3 separate regions of the Mus musculus genome follow, and all the other regions are linked to region 1. Evidence: chromatin contacts called from public HiChIP or PLAC-seq and promoter capture Hi-C data. All regions are on one chromosome and are shown on one strand. Each heading gives the region's core, a stretch centred on a gene start, on an enhancer-like site or on the middle of the called end of the contact. The rest is flanking DNA. Distances are from core to core; before and after follow the strand shown. Region 1 holds the start of Sectm1b (secreted and transmembrane 1B). Region 2 holds the start of Cybc1 (cytochrome b 245 chaperone 1). Region 3 holds the start of Ccdc57 (coiled-coil domain containing 57).

The links. HiChIP or PLAC-seq counts read pairs in DNA pulled down with a chosen protein or histone mark. Capture Hi-C pulls out chosen DNA fragments and counts their contacts.
Region 2: an HNF4G HiChIP or PLAC-seq map of pancreatic cancer cells shows a contact between it and region 1. The contact joins the promoter of Cybc1 here to the promoter of Sectm1b in region 1. A contact is called at or near these places in 1 of 39 promoter capture datasets (the SN4741 cell line), 1 of 115 datasets of contacts at active chromatin or transcription factors (pancreatic cancer cells) and 3 of 9 other capture datasets (adipose tissue, liver and pancreatic islet).
Region 3: a promoter capture Hi-C map of adipose tissue shows a contact between it and region 1. The contact joins the promoter of Ccdc57 here to the promoter of Sectm1b in region 1. A contact is called at or near these places in 8 of 39 promoter capture datasets (embryonic stem cells, hematopoietic stem and progenitor cells, liver and 2 more), 3 of 115 datasets of contacts at active chromatin or transcription factors (the SCID.adh cell line, embryonic stem cells and pancreatic cancer cells) and 3 of 9 other capture datasets (adipose tissue, liver and pancreatic islet).

Annotation. Positions count from the first base shown.
Region 1 is chr11:121,061,911-121,065,169 of GRCm38.p6, reverse strand. It overlaps Sectm1b (secreted and transmembrane 1B), which reads left to right and starts at 1,601. Exons shown (of 5, transcript NM_026907.3): 1 at 1,601-1,653; 2 at 1,867-1,974.
Region 2 is chr11:121,227,579-121,230,837 of GRCm38.p6, reverse strand. It overlaps Cybc1 (cytochrome b 245 chaperone 1), which reads left to right and starts at 1,529. Exons shown (of 7, transcript NM_144832.2): 1 at 1,529-1,799; 2 at 2,368-2,510. The coding sequence starts at 2,426.
Region 3 is chr11:120,931,098-120,934,356 of GRCm38.p6, reverse strand. It overlaps Ccdc57 (coiled-coil domain containing 57), which reads left to right and starts at 1,485. Exons shown (of 19, transcript NM_027745.1): 1 at 1,485-1,641. It overlaps A430102A20Rik (a long non-coding RNA gene), which reads right to left and starts at 1,493. Exons shown (of 3, transcript XR_880367.2): 1 at 1,266-1,493; 2 at 949-1,016; 3 at 345-801.

The sequences.
Region 1 (3,259 bases), core at 352-2,851:
CAATCCAAATAGGCTAGTTGGCTACCAGGATATGGAGACATCTGAAAACTCAGCTTCCCAAGAAGAGAACACATATATGGCCCGAGGACATGAGCCATCTATCTCTACAGATGACGCTGTGTGACCACAGAATCATTCATGAAACCCCAAAAGCATGAAAGACAAAGGGATGGATTGAAGAGATGTCTCTGTAGGTAAAGCAATGGCTTTGCAAAAATGAGGGCCCAAGTTTGATCCCCAGAACCAGTGTAAAAAAAAAAAATTAAAAGCTGAGTATGATGTGCACAGTTATAATTCCAGCACTGAGGAGGTACCGCTCTCTCAGACTCACTGGCATACCTGGTGAAAGCCAGGCCAACAAAAGACCCTGCTTCAAAACTGTGAATAGTGCCTAAGGTAGGACACACACACACAAAGGGGAGGGGAGAAGATGGGAGGGAGGGGAAGAAGGAGGGAGGGGGAGAGAGGGGGAAGAGAGAGAGAGGGGGGAGAGAGGGAGAGAAAGAGAGAGAGAGAAATTAAAAATAGGATTAAGCCACAGAGGACAGAGGACAACAGGAAATAGATACCCAGCACTCCTAAATTCTCAGCAGATCCTGCTGAGGAAATTGAGAGTGACCTTGGAGCATAAATCTCTGAAAACTCTGTGGGTGAGACAGGAGATGTCACAACTTCTGATCAGAGAATGTGCAGAAGGTGACTCCTAGTGGAGCTAGGACACAAGCAGCTGTGTCTGCCAGTGAGACCACAGCAGGACTGTATACACACTGAGACCGTGTACACACCGGGGTGGGATTTTTGCACACAGACTCTCCAGAAGGCTAAGCTGCATCATCACCTGTAGACACTGACCTCAGAGTTGGAACTGTCACTGGGAAAGACTTGTAATGTTGTTGTCCCTGCCTTGTGGTTTCAAAACAAATCACCTAGTTTCACTTTCACGGTGAGTTTTCACTGAGACAACAAAGGTGTTTTAATGTTTGGGGTGAGACACGGAACCTTTAGCTGCCCTTCAAGATTCCTTACCACAGGACATCCTTGCCCCACCATCCCAAGGACCCCTACCTCCGGTCTGGTAGCCTAAGCCTTGCCGGAGGGATACTACAATCATGGGATCATGGTTATCTGATCCTCTCTCTAACGTTGGCACTAGGGATATCTGGGAACCCTGTGAATGTGGAGCCCATGCACTGTGTCCAGTGTGGGCACTAGGCTCCTGCCTTTCCCTGTGTGGTTGCCCAGAGTCTTCTTGCCTGTGATGTCCCATGCAGGGAGACAAGTCCCCCTAAATGAGCAGTCCCTGAGCCCTGAATCAAACACTGACCGCAGCCATGACTAGCCTAGGAAAAGCCTAGACTTTCTTCCCGTGCTCCTAAGGCAAGTAGCTAAAAGCCGCTTTCAATTAAAATGTTTTAATGAAGGAGTCACTCAGAAACTCATCACTGTTGTGTGGACTCAGGGTAGTTCCTGCAAATGACACTCTTTCCCGAAGTTTGTTTTCTTCCTGGATTAATGCAGTCCCTTGGGTATGAGAACGGGTGGTACTTGGACCGCCTCCTCCCTGACACGCCCTCAGGTCAGGATGAGCTCAGCAAGGGCTACACCAGAGTTCATTGCCAGAGAAGCAGGTAAGAAGCTGGAGCACACATGCAGGTGAGAACTGGAGGGGAGGTGGCACCCAGAGTGTTGGGGCTCTAAAGCATGTGGGGTGAGACCCTCAGGCAGGGTGTCCCTGGCTGCAGCCTCTCTGGGACCCTCTGTTTATTGGATGCCTGTGTCTCAGTGATTTGTCCAGAGTAAAGGTGAGGCTGAGGAGTGTCCAGGCACCCTGGACATCAGGAGCAGAGTGGATCTGTGTCTCTCCAGGTGCCTCCCACCAAGCTCCAGGAGGAGCAGGTGCAGCAGCTGGGTTCTTCGGTGTGAACTGAATGGGAAGAAGAGAACAGAGCATTCTTTCTTGTCATCTGATCATGAGTACGTAAGCCAGGGGGAGGGATTTGGTGCACACAGGTGAGCTGCAGTTGACACGGGTGAATTTCTGAGGCTGGTCACTCAGAGAATCAAGACTCTATGTTATGCTCAGTCAGTGACCTGTGTGGGTCCTGTTGTTTGGGTCTCATCTTAACATAAGTAGAAGCCAACGTCTGGCTGTGGGGTTGAAGGTTCTTCTTGTGACTTTCTTCTGCAAAATCCTTGAGGCTCCATGCATGCAACTCCCAGCTGAGCTGAAGGCCATTGTGTTGCATGGGATGGGGTCAGATCTGCTTCTATCTCCTTTGGGGCTCAGCACTCATAACTGGTGGACATAGGTCATGGCATCATTTCCATCAGGAGATCCAGCAAAGGCATTGGGAAGGGAGTGTCAGAAAGGTGACATACCATGTTGGCTGTGCCAGCTGAGTCCTGAAACAGAGATCTCCCCTAAGGAATCAAATAAAAATACAGGGAAGGGACTTAACCCACACAGTCCTTGGGCAAGAATGGCAACAAAGTCTGTCAACCCATCTTTAAGGTACTAACATGAGCTTTGGGCTTAAATAGAGGAGTGGGAAGGGTCTACATCGTTAAGAAGTCCTGGTCACAGCGTAGTCTGGTTGATCACTATCTCAGTTCTGATAGGGTGCTGCCAATAAGTCCTGGTTGAGGGATAATGGGGTTCCGAAAAGGTGGCTCCTCCTGCTGGGGTGACTGTGTTAAGGGATCTGTGAGAATGTTATTCTGACACCCTGGATCACTGCAAACTAAGAACAATGACTAGAGACTTTTCATGCATTTCGGGGGGATCTGGAACATGACACTACGAAAGCCAACAGATGCTTCAGAGACTCCCGTTCTTTGTCTCCTCAGCCATGAGGAGTTCATGGGCGTTAGACAAAGGCTCCTTGAGTAACTGCCATACTTATATGCAGAGCTGATCATGAGCTGGAGCCAAAAGAACACAGATGCAAGCAAGGTGGACACAGATTCAGCCTACTTCTGGTCATTCTGTTGACTTAAGTAAAGAGGTCCTGTTATAGCTGGGAAAAACCCAGAAGTTCCCAGGGCCTGAGAGACAAGGTGGCTGGGATCTGGGTCCACAGACAAAATAGAGGCCTGAAAGAGAAATAATGCCATCTTCTCCCTCTTGAGGATCTCACCCTCACAAGGGTGGCACATAACCCAAGTCCGCTGGAAGAAGGCTGAGAACTCTCGTGTTAGGACATGATATGGAGCAGCTAGGACTCTGGAGAAAAGCCAGAGCCACACTAGCTGTGGAGAA
Region 2 (3,259 bases), core at 280-2,779, 170 kb before region 1:
AAACTGAGTATAGCAGCGTGTGCTTTTAATTCTAGCACTCGCAAGACAGATTGGGCCAGATCCCAGAGTTCCAGGCCAACCAGAAATACATGCACACACTCACACACGCACATCATACAGACAAGCAAAAACAACAAAAAACAGGGATCGAGAGTTGGCTCAATAGTAAAGAGTACTAGCTACTTTCCCAGAGGTCCTGAGGTTCAATTCCCAGCAACCACATGGTGGCTCACAACCATTTGCAATGGGATCTGATGCCCTCTTCTGGTGTGTCTGAAGACAGCTACAGTGTATTCCTATACATAAAATAAATAAGTAAATATTAGAGAGAGACTGCCTCATCCAGTTTTCTCAGTATATACTGTAACTATAAATTGACAAAACTTCAAGGGTCATGCTGTGTACTTTTATAAAGTCATTATAAAATTAGGAATCCCATAACAAGTAGATCTAAAGAGAACGGTAAAGTAATGGAAATCTCTGCTCCAGCATGCCGTCCTAGCACCCACAGATCATCGTAGGTATGTTGGAGGCAAACTACAAAATAGGAACATGTGATCCAGGTTTTACGTCACTAGTTATTGTGTGTTAGGTCTGAAAGAAACCGGGGACAAATGGCTAACTGAGGTGCCTATTGACCATCAAAGTAGATGATGGCCATGCTCTCAGCAAGTACCTGTTACAGAGTCCTGACTCCTCAGCTCTTGCCCACTACCCTAGACCTCTCTAACCCTGCCCAAGCCCCTGCCTTCCCTTCCCTTCCCTCCCCTCAACTCCCCTCCCCTTCCCTTCCCTTCCCTCCAACTTCTCTTTGCCTATAAAACCCAGACATCGTGACTACGTGCTGACATCTGACATCGTGACTACGTGCTGTCTGCCCTCTTGGTCTTTTGTCTCCATCTCGCCTCTCTTCATCTCTTACTCTGCCCCTCTCTCTTTCCTCTCATGGCTCTATTCTGCTGGACATGTTCAACCAGACGCTTCCATATGTGCTTTCCCTCACATTTACAATAAGAAACTCGTCAACAATACCTAGGAGTGGCCATGTCCCCACTTTCATTTATTGTGCATCTTTTGTTAGATTGACCTCGGGTAGTCAGATCATGTTTGCTATACCTTAGGCATCTGGTGAATATGACCTCTTATCATTTCCTGAAAATTACAGATCTAGCCAGGAGGCGGTGGCACACACCTTTAATCCCAGCATTCGGGAGGCAGAAGCATGAAGATCCCTCTGAGTTCCAGGCCAGCCAGAGCTACACAGAGAAACCTTGTCTGGAAAACCCAAAAAACCCCCCAAAAACAAACAAACAAAAAAACCCAATCCAGATCCACTCACTCCCCAGGCTTCTAAACCACGCCCATATCCTGCTTAACTAGGAAACCTCCTTGAGTGACATCTTTCTTGGTTGGCCAAGGGGCTAAATTCAGGTGCCCTACCTGTCCCTGTCCCCAGGAGTGTGAAGCACAAAGGCACAACCCCCGACTGCGTAATCACTCAGTCTCCACCCCTGGGAGGTTCCCACCCAGCTCTTATCCCGGAAGTCTGCGGAACAGAAGTCCGGAAGTTCGAGGGGCTGTTCTCTCCCACTCATTCTCCTACAAGTCCCTCGTTGTCCGCATAGGTGCGTGTCCTACAACTTTTCGGGTTCCGACCCGCCGAGCCCTGTGCGGGTCATCGCTTGCGGATCTGGACCAGGCGCAAGGCAAATTGAGGAAGCCGGGCGTGTGCACTCCGGAGGAGGAGCCAGCGTAACGGGCCGCTAGTGGAGCTTGTTGGTAACTGAAGCCAGAGGGAGGCAAGTTATGTGCCTAACTAGGATTCTTGAGGATGTAGGGTATGAAGCTTGATTGCCCCTGGGAATCCAAGGAGCCACTCAGAACTGGGGCCTTGGGTGTTAATCTCCAGACGTCCTGCCGCAGTGTCCCATTAATTCGGCGCATTTGGGCCATTGTTAGGTAGTCTGGCGTCAATAACAGGGATCTGACAGCTTATGAATGTAGAGACTCATACACGATGGTACTTTCACTTCCCGTTCTTGGTGGGAAGAGTTGTTTCTGGAAGATTCGGGTAAGGTGCCGGAAGCCTGAGTTGTGTGTGTGTGTGTCGGGGCGGGGGAGGGGGAGGGGGCTTACTAATGGAACAACTTAAAGATAAGAGTTCAGTCAAGAAAAGGGTTCACAAGACTGGGGGCTTGGAAGTGAGTTCAGACCAACACCAAATTTGTGAGCTGTGTAGCCCCGATGCCCATACATAATTGTGAGTTAAGTGGGCTCATAAGAGAAAGGTGTTCGGGGTCTGCTGTGGACCTTCCCCTGGCCTCCTGACTGGACTAATGAGGTGCTGCCTATGTGCACTGGTTGCAGGCTTCAGTTGTGTTTTTCCAAGCCTGGTCGGCTGTGCAGTAGAGCCCAGGTTCCAAGAATGTATATGCAGGTGGAGACACGCACCAGCACCCGCCTCCATCTGAAGAGGGCTCCAGGCATCCGGTCTTGGTCCCTGCTGGTCGGTAAGGCTTCCCACCCCCCACCCCACCCCCAATCTAAAAAGCGACGTAAACAGCTTCTTTGTGTTCTATTAGAGGTTCTCAATACAAGGCCTTGATAAAGCATGTTTCATTAACCCTCAGGGTGCCTTTTCTTTCAGATGGCATGCAGGACCGACCCCCTTGCATGCTAGGCACACTCTAACACTGAGATACCCTCCCTGCCTTGCAAGCTGGGCACACTTCTTTAACACTGAGATGCCCTCCCAGCCTATCTGCTTTTTATGAGGTCACTATAGTTTTCCTTCTGTGTGACAGGTGATCATGGGTTCCCATCTTTCCTCTTCCCTGGCTCAGACCTCTTCATAAGCGCACTTAGCCTCTTCCTCCATCGCTGCCTGTCAGAAGGCTCTTGTATCTCAGGGACAGGTGCACTTGTGTTGGCTGGGCTGTACAGTCTGAGGTGAGGCACTAGCTGTGGCTTCAGCAGCATCTCTGCAGTCTGTCCTTATGATATACACATGCTTTTCTGCATGTTATGCTCGGGTGTTGTTATAATTCTGTAAGTAGTCTTCATCCCTCATCCCATGTAAGCAATACCTACCTCAGGGTCATTTGTGCGTTTGTCATTTGTTTGCAGACAAGTCTGGTGAATGCCATGATGGGATATCTTGCTTTTTATTTAATTTTATTTTTAAACTATGTGTGTATCTATATGGGGGTTCTATGCAGGTACGTATAGGTGCCTGTGGAATCCAGAAGAGCATTAGCTC
Region 3 (3,259 bases), core at 236-2,735, 130 kb after region 1:
TTTGTTAGTCGTTATGCTCAAAGTAGAAACAAGGAAAGAAATTAGATTCAGGAATCTCTATCCCACTCTCTCCCCCCATCCTTCTTTCTCTCCTATCTGGTGATGGTGGGGTGAAACAGGGGTGGGAAAAAGAACCACAAAGTAGCAAAGACCAACTACAGGAAGCTCCTGTGACAGAGTGAGGCAGAGACAAGGGGTGTGAACATACTTGTGGAATGGGGCTGACCCTTGGACCCCTCAATTAAGGCAAGGGTTTTACATTTGACAGCAAAGAACTGGCAGTTGAGGTTACCTCACTTTCTAATAGAACAGAAGGCCCCTAGAAGTTCAGGGGACTCCCTGGCTGAGAAGAAGGCTACAAAGACAAGCTGGTTGGGGGAAGGTTCAAACACCAAGCATTTGCTGTCAGGAAGTGGGGACAGCAAGTTGAGGGAAAGAGACTGACGGGTAGAGGAAGACGGCAGGATATAGGACAGGAAAGTAGGAATGACTAGACTTCTTGATACTGCCCTCCTGGAGGAGGGGATTCCCAGACACTCCCCATCCCCTAGGAATTATGCTGGTTTAGGTGTGTATGCCAGTTCCAGGACCAGGCCACAGTTTAACTTCTTCAGTATAAAGAGATAAGAATACCATTCTTTTTATTATTTGTGACTGTGTGAACGTGCAGACCATAACATATGGGGGATAGGGAAGACTCATGGGAATTGGTTCTCTCCTTCCATTCTGTGGGTCCCAGAGTGTGAATCAGGTCATCAGACTGACACATCCACAGAGCCATCTCCCTGGCCCTCAGATGACCTAAGGATTTAAAGAAAGACAAAGGCGAGCCTACAACGAATTCCTGGGGCTCATGCAGGCCCTTCCCAGCAACCAGCCCCATTCCATCCAACTCTTCTTAGTCCAGGACACGCTCCATGAAAGCTGGGGTCTTGGAGGATCATTCACCTTTTGATGCTTGGGGTTTCAGACCAAATCGTGGATGGACTTCTTGTGACTGCGCCTTACCCAGGGCTCTGAAAGAGGATCAACTTCTTCACTTAGCCCTCTCCGCCTGGCGACATGCCCTAGGTGCAACCTCCACCCACTCTTGCCATGTGCACCCTTGTTACAGTCTCATGTGCAGTCTACAAAGGGAAAACCTGAGTCCCAGAATAACTTCCCACCCACGACTTGCAGGTTCCATCCCTGAGCTCCCAGTCCCTCCGCCTACAGGCACCTCCTGCTAAGCTGAAGTTAGCCCTTTGGGACTCCAGAATGGGCACCTTGGGGACCCTCAGGACAGCTGGGGGAGGGCACAGGGCCCCGTAGGTGTAGGTCCTTGCTCACTGGCTCGCACTACTCAGGGAGTCTGCTAGGCCACGGAACCCCAAGCGTCTCTTCCTTCGGTACCAGCGCACAGGTCGGAACTCTTTTGTGTTGAGACTCCTGTTTCTGCCCGGCGGGATCGGAGCGCCGCTCAGGGTGCACCGGGACCAAGGTTACTGACTCCAGTCGCTATGGTAACGTGGCCCGCGCTGTAGGTTCGGGCGGGAGAGTGCTGGCGCTCGGAATCCTGGAGACCCGGGTCCCAGCTGGCGCAGCTCTAGGTCGCACGCGGGAGACGAAGCTAATTCCGCTGGGACCGTCCTGGCACACGCGGTGAGTGGACGGTCATCGCATCAGGTTCTTGCTCCCCTGTAGCTTTCTTTGACTCAGACTCCCAAACGCCTACCTCGTGATTAGCCACACGCGCTTCACAGCGCTTCAGTCCCTCACTGACTTCATTAGTCCATTATCTTGTAGACTACTTGTCATCCTGGCTTGGCCCGATATTTTACACAATTAAGTTACACATTTTAAACAAGAAAATGGCGCGCTCGTGCCTCCCAGAAGGCAAACGCCCCATTACTGGGGAATACTTTCGTCGCCAAGGTTTGAGTGGTTTAAGTGGTGGCTGCCAAGGGGCTAACATAAAGTTATTATTTTCTACTCGGCATGGTGGCACATGCTTTAAAATCCCAGGATTTGGGGGCAGAGGCAGGCGGATTTCTGTTATTTCGAGGCCGGCCTGGTCTGCATAGTTCCAGGACAGCCAGAGCTATGTAGAGACTCTGTCTTAAAATCTAAATAAATAACAAGGTTTCTGTTTTCTTTCCTTTTTTTTTTAAGATTTATTTATTTATTATATGTAAGTACACTGCAGCTGTCTTCAGACACATTAGAAGAGGGCATCAGATCCTACTACAGATGGTTGTGAGCCACTATGTGGTTGCTGGGATTTGAACTCAGGACCTTTAGAAGAGCAGTCGGGTGCTCTTACCCACTGAGCCATCTCACCAGCCCCCAGGTTTCTATTTTCTTATTGTAAATAATAAACACCATTTGGGGAGGTGCTTGACTGTGTAAAAGTCTTGCTTTTAACCATATTTTCAGCTACTAATTTTAGCATACGTCAGTGAAAGCTTCCTGATTTTTTTTTTTCTTTTGATTTCATGTTTTATTCTTGCTATGTTGGGTGCAGAAAAAGAATCACAAGTTAACTGAATCAAAGGCCATTCAGACCATTCGGACTGAAGTGGGATCCAGTTTCCAGCAGTCTTTATTTAGAATCGGCATCAGTGTAGGTTTCAATCACTGCTCTGGCAGCTGGGGCCCAGGGAGAGCTGCAGGAAACAAGAACAGGCTGTATTCTCCAGGGCTCCTGCCTGGGTACAGGTCGGTCCTCCCTGGGAATAGCAGGTGGAGGATAACAGCGACTCCAAGGGATGGGCTAGTCATGAAGAGATGGAGATCATTGATGTCCCCACAGGGAGGACCTCAGAGGTCACTGCCCTTCCACCTGTATCCTGGAATCTTTTATGAAACTGCTCCATGAGAACCAGGCAGGAATTTCATTGGCTTCAGGAATAGTCCAGTATAAGCCCACTGTCTTAGTCACTGTTCTGTTGCTATGAAGAGACGCCATGACCAAAGCAACTCTTATAAAAGAAAGCATTTAACTAGGGGCTGGTGTACAGCTTCAGAGGCTTAGTCCATTATCATCATGGCAGCAAGCATGGTACTTGGTAGCTGACAGCTACACCCTAATCTAGAGACAGGACAGACTGAGACAGCCTGGCGTGGGCTTCTGAAACCTCAAAGCCCACCCTAGTGACACACACTTCCTCCTATAAGGCCACACCTCCTAATCCTTCTAATCTTTACAAACAGTTCCACTCCCTGGTGACTAAGCATTCAAATACATAAGCCTATGGGAACCATTCTTTTTTTGTTTGTT